2 separate regions of the Xenopus tropicalis genome follow, and region 1 is linked to region 2. The links are chromatin contacts, called in public Hi-C maps. All regions are on one chromosome and are shown on one strand. The core of a region is the stretch at or near the end of the contact, and the rest is flanking DNA. Distances in the headings are between cores, read along the strand shown. Region 1 has its middle 17 kb from the start of fam92b. Region 2 overlaps gse1 (genetic suppressor element 1).

What was found. Hi-C and Micro-C count contacts between places; a contact is called where the count stands out from the background.
Region 1: a Hi-C map of neurula embryo shows a contact between it and region 2, with 2.6 times the contacts expected there. The contact joins two enhancer-like sites. A contact is called at or near these places in 2 of 5 Hi-C or Micro-C datasets (neurula embryo and tailbud embryo).

The regions. Positions count from the first base shown.
Region 1 is chr4:65,222,629-65,226,597 of UCB_Xtro_10.0, forward strand. No RefSeq gene overlaps it. Among named protein-coding and RNA genes, the nearest start is that of fam92b, 17 kb to the right of the region's middle. Within about 2 kb of position 2,518, at least 3 of the 11 cell types and tissues checked have an H3K27ac peak or open chromatin away from gene starts, as enhancers often do. A contact at or near this core is called in neurula embryo, where this site is marked.
Region 2 is chr4:65,155,942-65,159,819 of UCB_Xtro_10.0, forward strand. All of the region lies in intron 1 of gse1 (genetic suppressor element 1), which reads right to left. Among named protein-coding and RNA genes, the nearest start is that of gse1, 27 kb to the right of the region's middle. Within about 2 kb of position 2,385, at least 3 of the 11 cell types and tissues checked have an H3K27ac peak or open chromatin away from gene starts, as enhancers often do. A contact at or near this core is called in neurula embryo, where this site is marked.

The sequences.
Region 1 (3,969 bases), core at 1,268-3,767, 67 kb after region 2:
ATGCACTGCGTGTTCCTGCACCAGAGACATAGCATTTTTTTCTGAGTGCAGGTACAACTTGCAGATTGTTTACCACTTGCCTTTGTTTATCTACAGGTTGAGAATCTGCCCTGACTGGCACTAGCCTAAAGCTTCCTGGGTTGCCTGTGAGTGGCAACAGTGACTGCCCACCATTGCACAAAGAGAGGGCTGTGGGCAGCACATGGGGAATTGTAGCCAAACAAATAGGGTGCCCCAACCTGCGTCTCTCAGACAGACTCTAAAACCAATTTGCATAAACCAGGTTTGCTGTTCTACACCGTGCTATGGCGTCCATCTGGTAGAACTGGCCTAATACCTTCCCTGGGTGCTTAAGCTCAGTTTACTAACAACATCCAAGAACATTTGTTATGAATCAGCAGAAAAGAAAATGAAAAGATACTGGGGGCATATTCAGAGGCACAGAAATTCTAGCCTAATTCATAGTTAAGTTTTAGTTCTCCTTAAGAAATGATATCACACCCTGCCTTGCTGATTCCTGTATAGTACAACTATAATAAACACAGCCTATATTAGAACATCAACAATAGACCCCCCCCCCCCCCCTCGTCCATTCCAATGTCATTTCTTCTTTCAAAATACAGATAATAGGTGATTCTGACTATTTGGCCCCACAAAGTAGTCACACTTTTTTTCTTTGGGACATGTTCCTCTCAGCAGTAATCAGTCAGTCCACAGTGACAAGACTGACAGTTTAAGAAAAAGCTTTCCTCCCCGACATCAGTGAACAGCCCCATTCAGAAGAAGTTCAAGGTGTTGCTCTTGGCAGGCACATAGAAACCTTTGATTTTCTGTCTCCCATCAGCAAGCAGTGACCATACAGGAGAATGGTTATTAGTCTCAGACTTCCTGCATCCGCTCCATACAAATCCTATCTTGGACACTTCATCAATCCTTAGTCAGAGGCTCCTGGCCCCAATCTTAACCCCCCCCCACAAATCCCCTAATGTATATTTAAATGGTAGTACTGAAAACATCCTGCTTACTTATATTTGGGCTCTTTCACATAGGGTTATATTAGTTAGATTTATGTTTTAATTCACATTTTATTGATATATATATATAATTATAATATATATTTTTATAATATACCATACATACATTTTTCACAATAAAAATGTATTTTCTTTTATAGGGTTGTATAATAGGCATTGCTTTCCAATAAATCATCAAGACGGTCTTTGCATTTCTTCTCTCTCTCTATATGATGTATGCAAATCAAGACATTACTGGTAAGTGACCAACTATGCTTATTTTGCTGATTACTTGTAAGCTCTACGGGGCAGGGACCTCCATCCTCTTGTGTCTTTGACTCTTAACTTATTGCAACTGTTACTGTATCTTGTATTTATTTGTATTTATTGTTATACTTTGTATTTATCTATTATCTTATTAACCCCCTGTTTGTATTAATGTATTCTACTGTACAGCGCTGCGTACATAAGTAGCACTTTATAAATAAAAATATACATACATACATACATACATTACATTACATTTCAGAGGGGTGATTCAAGTACATTTTTGAGTCCTTTTTGTTGCATATGATGATAAAATATGATAAAGAAAGGAGATCTTATATCTAAACTCTACAAACTGCTGGGGGTACAATAAATAGTAAGGATTTTTAATCTTAATGTCAACATTCAAAACTGACAAACAATCTGATTGCTTCTGGTACCTATTATTGAATTAGTAACAAGACTGCTTAGTCCAACATGCAATAAGAAATGAAATGGAGATTATTCTGTAATCCCTGGTGGGCACAGTCCTAGCTAACTCTTGTCTCTCTGTTTTACATGATGTTCACTGGCAGACAGAGCACTGCAAAAAATCCTTAAAAACAAAATAAAAACATCTACAGTAACTGTGTGGATAATGCAATACACAAGGAGTGCAAAGCAGGGTCCCGATCAAGAATTAATGTATACATTATGTCATATACTCCATTTGCACTCCTTGAGCTTCATACCTTCTTTTCCTTAGACCATCCGCTCTGTTGAGCAGGACCCTCTTTTTACCTTCTGTATCGGTTACTGTTTGTAGTTTTGAATGTAATCTGTTTGTTCTGTGTATTCACCTGTGAGGACAGCACTCTCACCAGGTCATGTTTCAGTATCATTATATACAGCAGTGCAAAAACATCAGAACTCTAAATAAGAACTACAGTGAAATAAAACCCATAATGTTCACCTTTATTAGATGAACCCCCCTTAAACGTTAGGGCAGACACCTCTTTCTGAAACAAAAGTGTTAAAAATAAATAGGGGATGTCCCATTTGCTGGTCTGATCCTGATCTATTTGTTTCCATGGAATGTATTTGGTTTCCTGGGGCCAGCACCCTGCAGTTTCACTGCTCAAGTATTTCTAAAAGGCTAATTCCTCAAAGAAAGCATGCCTGGCAGGAAGTCTCCCAAACGCTGGCTCCCTCCCAGGGCTTCTATTCCCAGCATGAGATTATCACTTGTACTCAAGGCCAATGGGCAAAACAGATGTCTGCAACAGATGGAGAAATCATCCCCTTGTCCAGGGTGCTTGCTACACAGGCATATTTAAGAAATGAAAGGCCATCACATTCCTGGGATTCCCATTGCCCAGTGAAAATGAGAGTTAGCAGCAATATACACATCTCTATGTGCCAGTGGAATGGTCTATATATATATGTATACTTAGCAGTGTGGAATTCACATTTCAGTTCTGCTCTGTTATGCTGATATGATGGATGACACTTATATGTTTTCTCTGACCCTGACCTTGTCGCTGCTTTCCTTTCCTGTTCTTTCTGGACTGTGCCAATTCCTTCTAAAAGGGAGAGCACAGAAACAACAAGCTGTCCTGGCTCACATCATGGAGTTGACTAAGGTATTTAAAGGAGAAGAAATGGTGAAATGACTGGGTGGATTAAGATTGTGAACCTGATACCCCAGGTTCCTATTAGCAGATAATCGCACCAGCCCGGGCTACATGCAACCTAGCAATCCTCTTCCTTTCTTCTCCTTTTCCTGAGATCACGGGGCCAGCACATTTGCAGTAGTGTGGCTTTTCACTTTACTGTGCATCTGCAGTTGGCGTAGAGAAGAAGACAGAAGACGATCGCTGGCTTGCATGTACCCTGGTCCGGTGCATTTTTTTTCTAACAGGAGCAACAGCCCACGGTATCAGGTTCTGAATAGGGGGCCCCAAGGCCGCCCCCTTTTGCCACCCGCCCACCTTGACCGGCCTGCACCTTTTTCCACCACATGTGCGCATGCTAAAGTTTCTGTGTGTTTTCTCCCCATTGCTCCATATTCGGGCAAAATACCATTGCTGCTGGGCGACATGCCGCCCTCCACAAATTTGGGCCTGTAAGTGAATACAATCAAGGGGGGCTGCCCAACATTTTAGCACCCACCATGGATTCCACCTTTCCTTCTCCTTTAAGCATTTAAAGTAGAACTAAAGCCTAAAATGCTGTTTTTTATATACTGAACTTACTGCACTAAAGTTTTAGAATCTCTATACCAGTAATAATTCAGACCTTCAAAATTGTGCACAGGGGGTCACCTTCATACTTAGCATGTTCTGGGCAGCTGTGGAGAAGCTAAGCTTAAGGATTGTAGCAAATCATCAAGCAGAAAATGGGGTTCTCATATCATAGAAGCCAATACTACAGAGCTAATTATTACATTCTGATGTAAATTACACTGGTTTATGAGCTGCTATATAATCAAAAGTGAAATTAATTGCTAATTAGCCTTGTATTGTGACACTTTTTGTGATATTTTGTATATGCAGTATTTGTGAGTCAGTCCTTAAGCTTAGGTAACTGACAGAAGCACAGAGCATAGAGCAGAAGAAAAGAAGATGGAGAAAAGAAAGGAAGATGGAGAGCTCCTTGAAGCATCTTCAGAGGCACAGATCTTTACTGCTAAATTTCTATGGTTGCCCGT
Region 2 (3,878 bases), core at 1,135-3,634:
CTGCGCCTCTATTGATGCAGGGTGCTGAGGGAACAGTAGCTCCAGGGTTCACACAGCGCCATGTGTCAATAGATGCAGCAGTGCTCAATTCAGAATGGAAGGCAGGAGGGACTGATCTCTGCTGAGCACAACTATACGGAAGTGCACAGAGCACATTTGAACCTTTAATGAAAGTGGTTTTAGATGCAACTCACTGTGGGGAAAATCACAAATTGCCAACTGCGTCTGCAGACATAAATAAGCCATATTATTTATTATAGTGGAAATAAAAAAAAAAATATCAGTAATAAAAGCTAGCATGTAGCAAACAGTAGATGTAATTCTTATTTTAACATCCGTCCAGTACAGTGGATAGTATAATGGTACCAGGATACAGGAGTCACAAATCACAGCATAAAGCCAATAAAGCAAAGCCGACACGCAATCCTGCCATTAAGCTACATTCCAAACTCTGTAAAACTTCTATAAAGTCCTCAACATATGAAGGGAGGCCTTCAATGAGGGGTGTGTGTAGTTGAATGCTCTACATAAAAGTATTTATGCTCATTATCAGTAAATACCCCATCTTCCAAGGACTGATCCAAAATGGCCTTTAACTACATCCTGACCCACTAAATGTAGATATGCTAAATCTTAGGTTAATTCGACAGAGAGCTGATTCTGGGACCGCCAATAAACACAGGCCATTGTCTTGGCCCGAGTGCAGGCACACTGCATACTTGAGCAGTTGCTCAAGCCCCCAGGCTAACACAATGATTCCAGGTACAGGCACAACGATAAGCTTTTTGAAGAGTACGGGTGAATTCTCTGCCTGCATTTATCTACAGTTCGAGAATCCGCCCCGTGTGGCTATAGACTTACAGTACTGGATTCATTACTGAGTTTTCTTTTCACTGATACAGTTCTGGATCTGTTACTTAGAAACCCATTATCCAAAACAATACCAAATACTGCAATACTATTCCTACAATGTGCTGAACAAACAAATCTTTTTAATGACTTGGTTTTCCTCTGTAGTTATTTCTGCCAATGGAAAAATATTCATTTTTTTTCTTAAGGTATTTTAAGTAGTCTCAAGAAGACACAGCATTCTCCACGTTGAAAAAAAGCCTCTTATCTAGAAAACCCAAGGGCCAACTACTAATAAACATTACATAATCAATAACAAATACTGTAAAATAAATACATACATCTGTTCATTGTGTGCTTACTATGACTTCTGAGAGGGAGGAGATGTTAGGCACACATTAATCCAGTTTATGGATTTGTTTATCTCTCAACATGACTTCAATGGAAGTCTCTGACTGCACTGATATTTTTCTAATTTATTCCTTCCTTATAAAGTTACTGAAGCACTAACTAAACTTTTATTGGGGAGAGAAAATAGCACATAGTTGTTTAAGATCATAGTCTGATAAAAAAAAAAAATAATCTTTTTATTTTTACACAGCAGTAGAACTGCACAGCCCACATCATGCTTCAATGTTTTCTTCAACCCAAAACTGATTAGTAATATAAACCCATATGTTTTTATTTAAAAAGATATTTTTTAAAAAATAATAAGAGAAGAAGTTAGAAAGTGAAAGCTTTAAATTCCTTGTCGTGTGATCTTTCCATAATTTGGAATTTAAGTTTGCTAAAAATCATTTAAATATTGAATAAACCCAATCAGGCCCAGATTTGTGGCGAGGCCACAAAGGCCCGGGCCTAGGGCGGCACAAACTTAGGGGCGGCATGCTGCCCCGCTGCAGCACGCGCCGAGGTGGGGTTAGGGGGGCGCAGAATCGGAACGGCCTTGGGGCACGCGGTTTAGAAATCCGGCGCTGAACCCAATAGGCTTGTTTTGCCTCCAATAAGGATTAATTATACCTTAGTTAGGATCGAGTACAAGGTACTGTTTTTTATTACAGAGAAAAGGGGAAATCATTTTTAAAAATTAGAATTATTTGCTTATAATGGAGTCTATGGGAAATGGCCTTTCTGTAATTTCTGTAACTTTTCAGGATAACGGGTTTCCGGATAAGTGATCCCATACCTGTGCAATGTTGGATATGACTGCTTTTTTGGAGTCAAGAAGGATTTTATTATTTTTGAAGGCAAATGGACAGCTTCAGTTGTATTTTCTAAGGTGCTTTCCTTTGCCATAAAAAGCCAGTGATATTACATGTGGAACTGTGCTGTGATTTGGTGACTTAGAGTACAGTGGGTTTGAGCCATGCTTTTTTTTTTTTTTTGATATGCGCACACACTCACACCCTGTCACTGTTTCAGCAAGTTATAAGGGAAGAAAGCTGACTGTGGGTGGGAGGGAGGAATCCTGCTGAAATCAGAGCCTGAGAGAATCTAAGTGTCAAGGGCAATCAATCAACTCTGAGGCAGATTACCGGCATTCCAGTGCTTCTAGGCTCGCTCCTACCAAAGGCTGAACTGGGCCAGCCACAACAAAGGTCTGGCTATGTGCCCAGGGAAAGAAGAGAAAGCACAGTGTATGTGTGTATATATGTGTGTGAGCTAGGAAGGAAGGGTAAAACAAAGAGGGTGGAGGGTGTTTGGATGCTATTCCTAAAATGTCTGCATGTTCTTCCACATCCTTAGTGGCTCAGGTTTCCATTGGCGGTGCCAGACAATGCAGGACAGATAGGAGAAAGAGATGTTCAGAGCGTCCTTTATCAAAGTGTTAACCCATTATGTTCTAGGAAAAATTTACATCATGAAGAGATAAAAAAATATTATTGCAAATGCAAATGCTCACAGAATGACTTTTATATTACTAATCACTTCACTATTCTGTCTGGCTTTTCCTTAAGACATAACTAGAAGGGGTTCAGCCATGTCACAAAAGATGAAGAAAACAAAGGCCAGGGAGGGGCTCGTAATATAGAATGTGAATATTTCTCTACAAAAAAAAAAGTATCTTGAAGGGGAGGGGGAAAAGTATATTGAAGAAGAGGAGCCTATTGTCATGGCTTTGAAGTGGAAAAGAAAGTGGAACTATTTACCACATGCATTGCCTATGTACTCTAATAAAATATTTTAAAAATATATATATACATATATATATATTAGGGATGCACCGAAACCAGTTTTTTGGAACCGCCGAATCCATCCCAATGGATCCATCCCAGATTTGCCGAACCAAATCCAAATTAGCATATGCTAATTAGGATCCAGAAGGGGTAAAAATCACGTGCGTGCACCAAAAAAATTTTGTGCACTTTTATTTTCCAAAGAGGGAACCCTGGACGATGGATATTCTATATCTACAACTCCAGAATTCATAATTTGCAGACATTACATCCACGGGGGCTTAATAGAGAATATGACCTGTATGCATTTATCTAAAAGGAAGCATTGCTTAAAGAAAGTATTTCTGGTATTATATAACAATTTTTTCTTAAAGGGGATGGCTATGGTGTTGTAAAGAGGTTATAAGCATATGTGTCATCTTGCATGTGGATACCATGTATTGAAGATTGTGCGATTTTCTTTTTTCTTGTTGTTACAAATTTGCTTATATTAGGAATGTTACATGTTATGCACTTTTATTTTCTGAAGGGGGAACCGTGGTCGATGGGTATTCTATAAGTAGGATTGTGAAAAGAGCTTACAATCTACAAGGAGAAAGGGTTGAGACACAAGGTGTGGGAATGGGCACAGGGTGTTGCTAAACTAGATTAGGGTAAGATTCTCTGAATAAATGTGTTTTTAGAGAACTCTTGAAGGCAGAGAGATTGGGTGAAAGTCTGACAGTTTGTGTGAGCGAATTCCAGAGAAGGGGGGCAGCCCTTGCAAAGTCTTGAATGCGAGCATGTGAGGAGGGAATGAGAGAGGAGCAGGTCAGTAGAGGAGCGTAACAAGCGGGTTGGATGGTATCTAGA